2 separate regions of the Sus scrofa genome follow, and region 1 is linked to region 2. The links are chromatin contacts, called in public HiChIP or PLAC-seq maps. All regions are on one chromosome and are shown on one strand. The core of a region is the stretch at or near the end of the contact, and the rest is flanking DNA. Distances in the headings are between cores, read along the strand shown.

What was found. HiChIP or PLAC-seq counts read pairs in DNA pulled down with a chosen protein or histone mark.
Region 1: an H3K27ac HiChIP or PLAC-seq map of alveolar macrophages shows a contact between it and region 2. The contact joins the enhancer-like site here to the promoter of KLF13 in region 2. A contact is called at or near these places in 3 of 5 promoter capture datasets (fetal liver and liver), 4 of 47 Hi-C or Micro-C datasets (blood, brain, fetal liver and 1 more) and 2 of 2 datasets of contacts at active chromatin or transcription factors (alveolar macrophages and skeletal muscle).

What each region holds. Positions count from the first base shown.
Region 1 is chr1:143,598,029-143,604,104 of Sscrofa11.1, reverse strand. No RefSeq gene overlaps it. Among named protein-coding and RNA genes, the nearest start is that of KLF13, 61 kb to the right of the region's middle. Within about 2 kb of position 3,559, at least 31 of the 83 cell types and tissues checked have an H3K27ac peak or open chromatin away from gene starts, as enhancers often do. A contact at or near this core is called in alveolar macrophages, fetal liver, liver and 1 more, where this site is marked.
Region 2 is chr1:143,538,845-143,545,574 of Sscrofa11.1, reverse strand. KLF13 (Kruppel like factor 13) reads left to right here and starts at 5,342. Exons shown (of 2, transcript NM_001011505.1): 1 at 5,342-5,930. The coding sequence starts at 5,342.

The DNA.
Region 1 (6,076 bases), core at 2,310-4,809, 60 kb before region 2:
CCCTTTGTGTGTAGCTTGCCTAGCTTAACACAGACACCCAGGCCCACAGATGGAGCAGGTCAGTTCTGCTGCTGGGTCTGAAGGCTCAGGAGGTCCCTCCGGCCAGTGTGAGCCTGAGGGGTGGCAGCCATGACCCATGTCTTTTGCAGGACTCACAAAGCAGGGCACCATCCACTCCTTGTGATTCCTAGTCATCGTCTGTGCATTTTGCTAACTTGAGCGGCCGCTCCATCGGCGAAGGAGAAACAATTATGGGAAAGGTGATTCGCAGTCTTTGTAGGGCTTTCCCCTGGATTGTTTTGTTGGAGGTCACCCCAGCTTTGCGAGATGAGCAGTTATGGGGCCAAGACCGATGACTCGATTTTCCCAAGGACCCCAAGCCCTGTGTTGGAACCAGCTCCACCCTGTTCTCCAAGCCTCAGTCCAGAGCCCCTCCCCACGCTGTGCATCCAGGGTCCTGGACACATACCTTCTAAACACCTTTCTGTGCATTAGTCTGGTAAGACTGCTATAGCAAAGTGCCACACACTGGGTGGATTAAGCAACAGAAATTTAATTTCTTGCCCCTTTGGAGGCCAAAAGTCCAAGATTAAAGCGTCAGTGGAGTTGGTTTCCTCTGAGGTCTCTCTTCTTGGCTTATAGAAAGCTGACTTCTCCCCGTGTCCTCACACGGTCATCCCTCTATGTGTGTCTCTGTCCTAATCTCCCCTTTGCACAAAGACACCAGTCAGATTGGATAAGGGCACCAAGGCCCACTGTGACCTCATTTAGCCTTAATTTCCTCCTTCAAGGCCCCATCTCCAAATACAACGTACTGGGAGTTATGACTTCAACACATGAATTGGGGGGAGGGGGTGATGCAATTCAGCCCATCCCAGCTCCTTCGACCTATCACAGGCCCCAATACCGGCCTAGCTAGGGGGAGTGTGGGTGCAGCTGGGGTTGCAGAGGGGGAGAGCCTTCTGTGAAGAGAGCACTGCAGGTGTCTGGAGATGCCAGGAAATGAGGTCTTGGGGGGAGTTCATCCATCAGGGTAGGGGAGCCCAAGCAGCACAATTCCAGGCGTTGGGCAAAGAAGGAGATCAGAGTTGTCCATGAAGCTGTAGGAAGGCAAGCAGCACAGATGTGGCTGACAGGGGCCTAATTTCCCTGCTTCCAGAGCACAGCAGGGGGGCTCAAAGCAGGGAGATGTGTGGTCAGAACCAGCTAAGCTGTGGAACGTGCTCAGTGTGTGATCACAGCAACCACGCGGGAGACCTAGATCTCTGTCCTCCACTGGCCACTGACAGTTAGTGCTATTCTGGATGAGCTGCTTCAGAAAGTGAGGCCTTTAGAGTCTTGGGCAACAGGTTTAAACTTCCTGCTCAGCTAGCTACCAGCTGTGTGACCTTGAGGACTTGACCAGACTCCGGTCTATTGGTTCATAAAGATTGGGTTATTGTTGGGGTGAATAGATAACGCAAGTGGCCTCATACATCGCAGAAGCAACGGCACTTATTTTCCTTTGGCTTCTCTGCAGGTTGTTTCCTCCATCAAACTGCTGTGGCATTAAGAGGACCAGTGGCATGGGCCAGTGGCAGTGGGCAGCCAAGGGACTCCTGACTGCGGCATGTGCAGCAATCTCAGGAAGGGGGCTGAGCTCTGGGCCCCTTGTCCTGCAGGGCTCTGGGCAGAAGGAGGCTTCTGGAAGGTGGAGGGATGGAGGAGAAGTGAGCCAGCTCAGTGGGCGCGCCCTTGACCCAGTTCATCACCAGCCCCTCCATGTGCTGCCCAGAGTGGCCATTTCCAAGCTCTGGCTCCCAGCGCCCAAGGTCCTTGAAGAATCTGAAGAGGCTGGGGTGCACCCCCCAGGGACCCAGGAGACATGGGCTGTTGAGGGGAGGTGATGGCAGCCTGGGGAGGAGGAAGAGCTCTGTGTTGGGGATGAGAAACCTGTTCATTTCTAAGACTGGCTCTGAGGGTTGGTTCTGGATTCACTGAGGGAAGGAGGTGAGTATGGTGGCCCCTGGGCTCCCTGGGGTCATCTGCCTGCCATCCCCAGGGATGCCTTTGGCATAGTTAGAGGTTCAGGTAGGATTTTGTTTTGGGGTAAAAATAGCTCTGCTGTAAAGACAGTAATGTCCCCAGTGTCACTCTGCCCCACACCAGCCACACTTATTGGCCCTGGGATGGGAGCCGGACCCAAGCCAGGACAACCGGAGACTCCTCAGGAGGATGGAACTGGCCCCAGGAGACCCCAGCTCATTTTGCAGAAATATAAACTTGAAGGAGGTCCAGGGGCCACGCCAATGCAGAGAGAGTCCAGTAGAGGGGTAAAGGGACCCTGGGTCCCCCAAATCCCCAGGTCCCAGGCTGCCATCCCAGAGCCCGCCATCCCTGCCCTTGGACTCTTAGAAACTCTAGGATGGTTTTCTTGCCCTAAGTTCCCCTTTTTGTGTAAAGCCAGCTAGAAATGGTTATTTGCAAAAGACCTAGATCATACACAGATCTTCCCAGAATTTCTCTTCCTCTAGAAAATCTGGCCTGAGCTCTAAGACCCCAGGGTCTGCAGAAAAGTTGATCTCACAGCACATGCATCCTACACGCAGTGAGCATGAGAGCTGGGACTGTAGTTCTACCTTGAAATTGAATGTCCTTCCCAACTCTCTTCACTTGACTCCACATCTCAGAAAGGCCCTTGTGAATCCCCCTAGAAGGCCATGGCAGTCCAGCCTTTAAATTCTGCCAGAACTACTGGTGACATCTTTTGGGATCTCTGGCCTGCAGTTGTCACTCTTGACTGGGGACCTGAAAGGGTCTCTTTGTCCATGATGCATAAGCTCAGACTCCCACCCCACCCTACCCCACCCCCCCGGCCTCGGCTCTGCAAGGCTCTCTCCGCAGAAGCAGCCTCCTCCACCTCCATAGGACCTCCCCCACCTCCACGGGATCTCCCCCTGCCCTCACCAGCTGGCAGGCTGGGGACCTGGGATCCCCCACCCCCTTGCATCTGGCCCCCTTCCTCTTGGCGCCTTCCCAGTGCTGAGCGCTGTCCTGGCACAAAGCCAGAGTTCCGTAAATGCCAGCTGAACGGAAACCCCACTGAGGTTGCAGGTTCCTGAACTGGTCTCTCTTCTTATTCCAACCCCCAGTCACAGGGTGGGAGCCAGTTGGTATCCTGGCTCCCTCGATAGTGGCCCAGGCTGCATTTCTCTGGGGACCCTAGTGCCCAGGAACCCTATCTGGCCAGCACCTATGTTCCCCAGCGGCCCCTCTCAGGCCCCTCCCATGGCTGCCTTTAAAAACTGTGCACTTGGCAGCCAGAGGCTTGAATTTAGTTATGGGTTTAAGATCCAAAGGGAGTAGGACCTAGAACCTTTTGGCTTTGAGAAGGGGGAAGAGGATGGCTGTGACGTCCCCAGCTTGGGGTCACTTAGGGAAAGAGGGGTGGCAGCTTCAGGGGGCTTGCAGGGTCCCCAGGCCTCTGGCAGGAGCTCCCTGTCCTGGGCTGAGCACTGGGGTGGAGCCTCTGAGCACCACAGGGAGGAGAGGCCTGTGGGTGACCCTGTGTGAACCTGGGGGAGGGGAACTGCCAGGGAAGGATCGCACATTTCAGGAAGTGCCCTGCACCGTGGCCACTGACAAAGGCTGCAGATCCGCCTGCAGAATCCACACCCTACTTTTGCTCTCCCCCTTTCCAGACTCTGGGTGCTGCAAGCACCCTCCCACCCCCCACCCTCTACTCCCCACCCCACCCCCAACACCCCAACCCAATGGATTGCATTCCTTGGGAGCAGGGGTATGGGAGTCAGGGGACCCCACCCCCACCTCTGCACTCCAGGGGCTCCCCGAAGTCAGGAATGTATCCCTACAAAGGACAGATAGCCAGCAGAGGCTTCAGGAAGCTGTTTTCCTCATAGCAAGAGGCCTAGGAATGGGGAAGGGGACCCTCCCAGAGGAGAGGGGTGCCAGCCCAGAGCAGGGGACCTTCTCCCTTTGAGACACACGGGTGCCGTGTGGTTGGTGATAAACATCTCTCACAGGAGTGGTGCCCGCTGTGTTTGGCATTCACCGTGTCCTAATCTTTCTAGAACACTCCTCTGCCTCTCCCTCCACCCATCGCCTTGGGAGAGCACTGGGGTCTCTCATTCCTTCACTAGTAAGGAGCCTGGGGACCCAAGGGCTGGTGCAGCCCCCCAGTTTCCCCACCCATCAGGCTGTGTTGACACTGTGGGGAGAGGCCTGCGTTGGTCGTTATGCTGAGAAATGAAACATTACTTAACCCCAAGGAGAAACCACAAGAAGAGAAAAACAGCTCTAGCTGCAGCTGGGCCCAAGGGTTCAGCCTTGGTCTCATTGCCTACACAGCAAGGAAAGAAGGACTGTTTTTCAAATCCCCAAAACCCCCCCTCTGATGGAGAAGAGTGTAGTTTGTTTGAAGACTGTGACTTGGGCTCAGCTCTCTGGCTGCGCTGACAGTTGCCCTGAGGCCGGAGCTGGTGAGGGGCAAAGCAGCCCCCAGGTGTGGGATGCTGCAGTTTCACCTCAGGGCTCTTGGGCACACTGGGGACCCAAGGCCGCTGCTCTTGAGAACAGAGCTGGGCCCCAGGAGACAGGATAGACCCTCTGCATGGAGCCCCGCCAGGCAGGCAGTGGAGAGAGGAGGCCACAGGGGGTGCTCCAGAAGTCAGGAGGCCTCAGAAGGATCCTCTGGTGGTTCAGCAGGGGCACCTATTTTGTTTGTCATTTGTGGTGGGGTCCCCCATCTTTTATCCTGCGGATCTGTAGGTTTCCACTCTTGGGGTCAACAGGCCCAGCTCTGGCTGCCCTCCTTGAAGAAGGAGGCCTTCTGGGCTGTCTCCCTGCCCCCTACCACCCTCCACAACAGGCTTAGACCTACTCCATTCTCTGCAGGTGCAACATTTCAGGAGTCAGGGCCTCTGGTGGGGTGGGTGCCGCAGGCATGAGAGAGTCCAGCCTCTGGCAGGACTAGGAGGTCCACACCAGCCTACCCCAGAGGAGCCAGGTACTAAGCTACCAAAGACCTGCCTCTTGCCCTTCTGACTTCTCAGGAGCTGCCAGAGCAGTTGTCCCCATTCCCTTGGCCTCTGCCTGTAGGTATTTCTCCTTTCTCAGCCCTACCCAGACCCCTGAGACCAGTGGCCACCAGAGATGCAGAAGCTGAACTTGCACAACTTCACAGGAACATACATGTAACTGTGCATGCGTGCACACACACATCAACAGGCACACACACGTCTGTACACCCAGGGGCTTTCCCTCCCCTGGGGCTGTGTGTGCCCCCTCAGAGGAGCTTACCCTGGTGGGGCTGGCATCCATATTTCCATATATATGTCTCATGTCCACAGTCATTTAAGCTCACAGGCCCTTTACTCAGTTGAAGGATGGACAACTGTGCTGTGTCCCCAGAGTGGTGGCCCAGAAGTTCGCACCTGAGTTGGACTAGATTAACCCCTGCCCTCTGCCTCGGGCCATTTTCCTCATTGGGTACCTTAAGGCTGAAGCCTGGGGCAGGTGCAGGGGTGGGGGGCTGACCACCCAGATCTCCAGCAACTTGGCCCTGGGTCTGGCTGCCCTGCGTGCTTGAAGGTGGCCCTAATCTAAACTCATGCCCCGAGCTACAGACCCAGGAAAACCCGGCCAGTTCAGAGAGAATCTTATCAAATGCCTGCTTCATGACAGATTTGGGTCTGGAGGGGTGGAGTACGGTCCTGAAAAAGGTTTCTCTCAGCCAAAAAAGTCAGATGTCATTCTGTCAAATGACAAAGTAGCATATTTTATGTGTCCCCAAACTTTGTAGACGCTCCTTAAAGATGGGCGGGGGCATGCAGGACAGGTGCCAACAGTGAGAGTGAGTCCTGTCCTGGCCTCTTGCCTCTGGCAAAGATAAACAAAGTTGGAACCCAGCCAAAGCCATGGTTGGGGTTGGGAGGAAGGCAATTTTTTTAAAGGCTGAAGCTCACTGGGGGAACGGACCAGGCCACAGGGTTTGTTAAGTTGGTGCCTCTCTGGGTCAGAAAAGAGCTTCTTCCTTCTTGTGTCTTTAGGACAAAGGGCAGCGGTGCAAGTTAGACCA
Region 2 (6,730 bases), core at 4,093-6,592:
CCTACACCACAGCTCACGGCCATGCTGGATTCTTAACCCACTGAGCAAGGCCAGGGATCGAACCCGCAACCTCATGGTTCCTAGTTGGATTCGTTAACCACTGAGCCACAACGGGAACTCTGAGCTGGACCAATTTCTGTCTCTGGCCTCTAGGTCAGGATTTAGAAGGTTTCCCACCTGGGGAGGGATACAGTGTGTTATGTCTGTCTAAGCACATTCTAGACAGAGGCTGCTCTATCAAACTGGGTGTCCCCAGGCACCTCCCTACAAGCCCATAGCATGGCTAGAAACAAACATTTGAGATTTGCAGGTGGTTTGTACTGCAGGGTGGGCCAACTTCTCTTGATGGATACAGGGATCCTGTCTATTTTGCCTCCTGAAGAAGTCTGATGGGCCCCAGCTTGGCCTAGTCGCCTCCTGTGCCCTTTCCCTCCCTCCTGTATTGAATGCCTCCTTCCTGGAACACACACCTCCCTCTTTCTTGGTTGATTTCCTCATTTTGATGAAGCATTACCTCTGAGAGCATCCTACCTTGAGAAAGAATGCATGGGTAAAATTTTTGAGACCTCATTTATCTAAAAGTTCTAATGGCTGGGTGAAGATAGGAGAATAATTTTCCTTTAGATTCCCAAGATGTTGCCTCTTGCCTTCTAACTCCTACTTGTTGCTGTGGAGAAGCCCACAGCCATTATGACTCCTGACTGTCTCCATGTAACCTGCTTTTAATGTCAGGACATATTTTGTCCCCATTATCCAGAACTCGAATGGTGATGTGCGTTGGGACAGGACTATTTTTTCCCACTGGGCTCCCCTTAGGCCCTTTCAACATATGCTCCTTAGTTTTGGAGATTTTTCTTAAGGATTAGCTCATTGATGACTTCCCGTCCTTCCCCCCATCCCTGCTGTGTTTCTCTGATCACTCTTTTGGGGTTCTTATATTATTTGATCAATAAACTTCCTTTTTTTTTTTTTTTTAGGGCCACACCTGTGGCATATGGAAGTTTCCAGGTTAGGGGTCAAATTGGAGCTGCAGCTGCTGGCCTACGCCACAGCCATAGCAATGGAGGATCCAAGCCATGTCTGAAAACTACACTGCAGCTCACGGCAATGCTAGATCCTTAACCCACTGAGTGAAGTCAGGGATCGAACCTGCATCCTCATGGATACTAGTCAGCTTCTTAACCCAGAGCCACAGCGGAAACTCAGTGGGCTTTCTGAATGGTCCTCCTTAACTTTCTTCTCTCCTATTTCCTGTTTTTCCGGTTCCTTTTTGTTCTGCTTTCATAAAGATTTTCTCAACTTGATCTTCCAATCCCTCTCTTGAGGATTTTTTCATTTCTGCCACTTTAAATTTCCAAGAACACCATTTGCTGGTTCTCTGAATGTTTCTTTGTATATGTCCTCCCTTCATGGGTTGCCATATTTTAATTTCTCTGACAACATTATTGATAATCATGTTGATGTATAATTTTGTCAGCACAGTCTCTGTTTTCTCCAAGTTGCTTTTAAAAGAATCTATTGGGGGAGTTCCCTGGTGGCCTAGCTCTTAAGGTCCAGGATTGTCGCTGCTGTGGGTCAGGTTCAATCCCTGGCCCGGGCACTTCTGAGAACTTCTAGGTGCTGCAGGTGCCCCCCCCCCCAAATATTAATAAAATAAAAAAAAATCTATTAGGGCTTTAGATGTCATAACACAGTCTTTCCTGAGATGCCAGGTCAGCTTTGGCTGCCTATGAAAGGCCAATTAGAGGCTTCACGCATGTCCGGGCTCCTTAACAGTGTTTTGCACTCTAGGGTGGTCTGGCTGTTCAGCTGGGCAACTGCAGTTGTCAGAAAGTTTAGGTGGTTCCCTTGGCCTGGTCTAATGCCCCAAGAAAGACTCTTCCAGAGTCCTGGCAGCCTGTATTCTGGAAACCTAGAGAGAGAGCTGGAGCATGTGTCAGCTTCCCATATTTTGAGGGTCATTTAACCCCTCTGTTCCTCTTATGGCACCTCTGCACTTAATTGTACTTGGTATCACTTAGCCCAATATGCTCCCTTTTACCTTCTATAGATGATAGACATCCAGTCTGTGGTTAAGATGGGGAAGAGGATCTGGGAATCTGTTAAGAAGACCTTCAGCCAATTATTATCTTAGCCCCCATTCACAGCCACATCCAGAAGGTGAACCTTCTGGGAACTTCAGAGTTTGTTTTTGGTTTTCCTTCCTGGCTACCATTTCCAGATTTCATTTTCTCAGGCCTGTTAAAAATTTTAACTTCAAAAATCATGTTGCAGTTACTTCTTCCCTTGCTTGCTCCATTCTTGCTAATTTGTGCCCTACGACAAGCCAATTTTCTGCTGTTTCAGGAGGCTCCAGAAGTTAGAGTCAACACAAACCATCAACCCAACCACCTTCAGTGGAAACTTAAGCCCCCATTTCAGTGCAGCCTTTTCACGCCCTTCCCCCTCCCCCATACATCTCCATCCACTTGCTCTGGGCAGATCTCCCCCACCCTGCTTTTGTTTATTCTGTTTTTTCCATCTGACACTTGATCTCACCCACCCTCATACATAAAGAAGCCACCTCTGTCAAAATCCTATCTAGCAAGGAAAACATGGGCCTGAAGTTATGGTGAGAGTTCCCTCTGGGAAAGAGAAACGTATGTATCCGGAAAATACTCCCATGTGGGATTGGGGTAAATGCTGCTAGGCCTGAGGCTTCCTTTGAAGATCCTTGAGAAACAAGCTAAGGGGCTGAGTTTTGCCTCCAGAATGCCAGGCGGTGGGAGGGTTGGGGGGGGAGGGGTGCACAGTCAAAACCCTCAGTGAGTCTGGTTTCTGGCCGTGGATGGGTGTGTGTGGGGGTGTCAGTGCAGAGGACCTTTGACCCAGGCCTGCCTCCCCTTGCATAGGGCAGGTGTCTAGTCCATGGCCATAGCCCAGTGCCTAGAATTGTGCCTACTCATAGGAGGCCTTCCAATGTGTGTACTGACTGGGGAGTCTCAGAAGAGAAATGGAGAGGTGGTACCTAATTAGACTGGGCAGAATCCTAGCCAGAGGGGGAAGGGGAGGGGATGCGCTGCTGGTAAGTCAGTGTAGGGCCATTCCCATACTTACAGAGATGAATTGTGACATGTGGTGGGACTGGAGGAACATTCTGAATCATTACTTGGTCAGAACACACGTCTCTTAAATGTCATCAACACAATCTGTCTGGGATAAGAGTGATTACCTCCTGCCAAGAGGAGACCCTCTTAAGAGGAACCTGACCCTGTTGGCATAGTACCGAACCCACCACAGCAGAACCCACCGCACCATAGAGTACTGTGTAGTCTTCCCAGTGAGCGTATTGTATAGTTCCCGGTGAGAGGGAACTTCCGAGTTTTTGTTACAGATACCCAGGGCACTCAAACGACCACACCAGTTTACAGGTCACAGTAACATGGAACCCAAAATGCTCGTCTCAGTTGCTCCTTGGTGACCTGGAAGGAGTAGATTTTTCTACCCAAGCCCAAAATTAATTCGGTGAAAAATGGCTGCTCTTAATTTTGTGCGATTGACTCTCTTCCACCCATCCCTCTTCTCCAGTCCACAGGGGCCTAATGTCTGGGCTGTTCTCCCTCTACAAGCTCCCTGCTTGGGCAGCTGATTCCTCTGAACGTCCATTAAGAAATGAACTAGGAACTGTGGACTCCAGCCTGTCTCCTGGGGTCAGGGGCTTGCACTCCTTTCCGGCCTCTTTGATGTTGGTCTAGGCCAGGAGAAGAGGGGGGGGGGGAGGTGCCACGCGACAGGATGAAGGCGCAGGTGAGGGCCAAGGGCAAAGCTGGCGGGGCGGGGCAGCAGAGCACTTCCTCCCCCGGAGGCCCCGACCTTAGGTGGGTGGGGCGCGGTGGGCGGGGCCCTCGCAGCCGGTGGCGTTTGAAGCCTGCGCGACAGCCGCGGGAGAAGGGCAGCCTGCAGAAGCTGGCAGCAGGCCTGCGGAGGGAGGGGCCCCACGTTCCTTGAGCAGCGCGGCCGGCGCCCAGGCACGTAATTCTTGCGAACACAGGACGCAGTGGGCACATCACTCGCGCTGCCAGGCTAGCCACCAGCCTGGGCCAGTCCAAGCTCCAGCTGACCTGGGCTCAAGGGCAGCGCGGCTTGCGCTGATCCCCCGCCGCCCTCCTGCGGTTCCTCCTGCGGGAGCGACCTCGCCCCACACGAGACCACCGCTCTCGGGCTGGCCGCGCCGAGGGTTCAGGGCTCAGCTGGGCAGGAACCAAGGGCGGAGAGCGGCCTGAGTCTCGGGGCGCGGCCACCCATCAACCTGGTTTCAGCGGTGTGCGCCGTGGTTGTCCAGGCCCGACTCGGGGCCAGTAGACCCGCCGGGCTTAGCGGACACGCCTCCTTGCCGGGCAAACCTCGCTCTGGAGAAGAAAGGGAGAAGCGAGGCGAGCCCTGCGAGGCGCGCCCGACACAAGCGGGGCTGGAGGGACAAAGGGGTGCTCTCCCGAGCTCTCGCCACCGCGCCGAGGTTCAAGGCAGTCAAGGTACAAAAGCTCCGGCAGGAAAATACCCTGCGGGGTCCCCGCCACGGAGAGGAGGGGGAACGGCCCCGCCCAGGCCCGCCTCGGACGTCGTGCGTCAGCGTGCCCGGCTCCGGGCTCCAATTTCCGCTCCTCCTCCCGCCGGCTGAGGGGACACGCCCATCGGCACGCGCAGGCCCCAAGGCCGGGTGGGAGCCTCTGGCTGTACGGATTGGCCCGGCTGAGTACTCATGGACCAATGGCGCCGGCCCTGGTCCTTAGCCACGCCCCCTCACCAGGCGCGGGCACGCGACCGCTATCCCGCCGGTGCGCGCTCCGGGATCCCCGCCCCCTCCGCGTGCGCAGCTCCCTGCGGCCGCCGCCGCCGCCTGTAACCTGCGCCGCCAGGATGTGGCTGGGGGCTGACGTCGGGTCCAGATGTGGCCCCGGCCCCGCCCACCCCCGGGGCCGGGCCGCCCACACCGAGCCGCGGCGCGCACGGCGGCTGTCCCGCCTGCCACAATGCGCGGCGAGGCTGCGGCCACGGCTCGGGGAGGTCGTCCCTAACGTCGCCGCTCGGCATCCATAGGACAGGCCGCCACTGACGCCGCGCGGGGACCCTACTCGTCCGCGCCCCCCATGCGCTCACTCTGAGGTGCCCAGCCGGGCGGGCGCTTAGCAGACGCGGAGCAGCGCGGGTGACGGCAGAGGCGGCTGCGCGCCCAGCCCAGCCGGCGGAGAGGGCGCGCCGCGCCCCCGCCCCCCGCCCGCTCTCCGGAGGCCGTGGGTGCGGATGCGCTGCTGACGACTCGCAGCGACTAGCAGTCTCCCGCCTGCCGGCTGGAGCCCGCACCATGGCAGCCGCCGCCTATGTGGACCACTTCGCCGCCGAGTGCCTCGTGTCCATGTCGAGCCGCGCGGTCGTACACGGGCCGCGAGAGGGGCCGGAGCCGGGACCCGAGGGCGCGGCCGCTGTCGCCGCCACGCTGCCCCACGTCGAGGAGCGCCGCGACGGCAAGGACAGCGCCTCGCTCTTCGTAGTGGCGCGGATCCTGGCGGACCTTAACCAGCAAGCACCGGCACCCGTCTCGGCGGAGCGCAGAGAAGGCGCCGCCGCCAGGAAGGCGAGGACCCCCTGCCGCCTGCCGCCCGCGCCGCCACCCGCCCCCGAGCCCGCCTCCCCCGGTGCTGGAGGCGCGGCGGCCGCGCCTCTTAGCCCGGCGTGGAGCGAGCCCGAGCCCGAGCCTGAGGCGGGTCTGGAGCCCGAGCGAGAGCCGGGGCCCGCGGGGAGCGGCGAGCCCAGCCTCAGACAAAGGGGCCGGCGGGGCCGAAGTCGCGCCGACCTCGAGTCCCCCCAGAGAAAGCACAAGTGCCACTATGCGGGCTGTGAGAAAGTTTACGGGAAATCCTCGCACCTCAAGGCGCACCTGAGAACTCACACAGGTCAGTGGGGCGGCCCGGGCACTCGCGCAGACCTGGGCTAGTGCGGGTCGCCCAGACACGCCCCCGGAGCCTCCGGCTTGGGCGCGGGAGGTGGTCAGGGCCTCGCCCCTTCCCCCGCCGCTCCGGGTTGCGGTCGACCCTGAGAGCCGCGCGAGGCGGGTCCTGGCGCTGGCTGCCGGCGCCCGCCCGGCGACCGCGCCCCCGCCGGGCACGCCCCCTCCCCGGGTGCGCTCGGGCGGGGCTGCGGGGGCGAATGTCGTCATCCGGGCCGGGGTGCGCGCGGGCAGGTGCGGGCGAGCTGCGTGGGGGCAGTGGGGGCCGCGGGTGCCGCCCGGGGAGGTGGGCGGCCGCGGCGCCCGGGAGCCGGGGGGGAGGGGTGTCCTCGCCTGGCCCCTCCCTCGTCGGCTGGGCGCGCTCTCGGGAGCGGCGGGGAGGGGCCGGCTCGGGAGCGCGGTGGGCGAAGTTCACGCGGGGACAGGGCTCCCTCCAGCAGCTCGGCACATTCTTCGCTCTTCCTGTAATTTTTCCAGCGCTCTAAGGTTTAATTTGTCGAAACCAGAGCTGGTGGCGACCGACGCGGGGGGCGGTCCCGGGTTCTTGCCCGCGGCTCTTTGTGGGAACCCCGCCCATCCGGCGGCGGAGGCGCGCTGGACTCGAGGGGCTCCCGGCTGGTCGGCGCTTTCTCCTAAAAGGACCGCTCTGCCTCCAGCCTGTCGTTCTGCGCCGCCCTCCTCCCAGACCCGCTCTCACCTGCCAGGGCCGGATGCGGGCAGGCAGCACCTGCACGGGGGCGGGCGGCC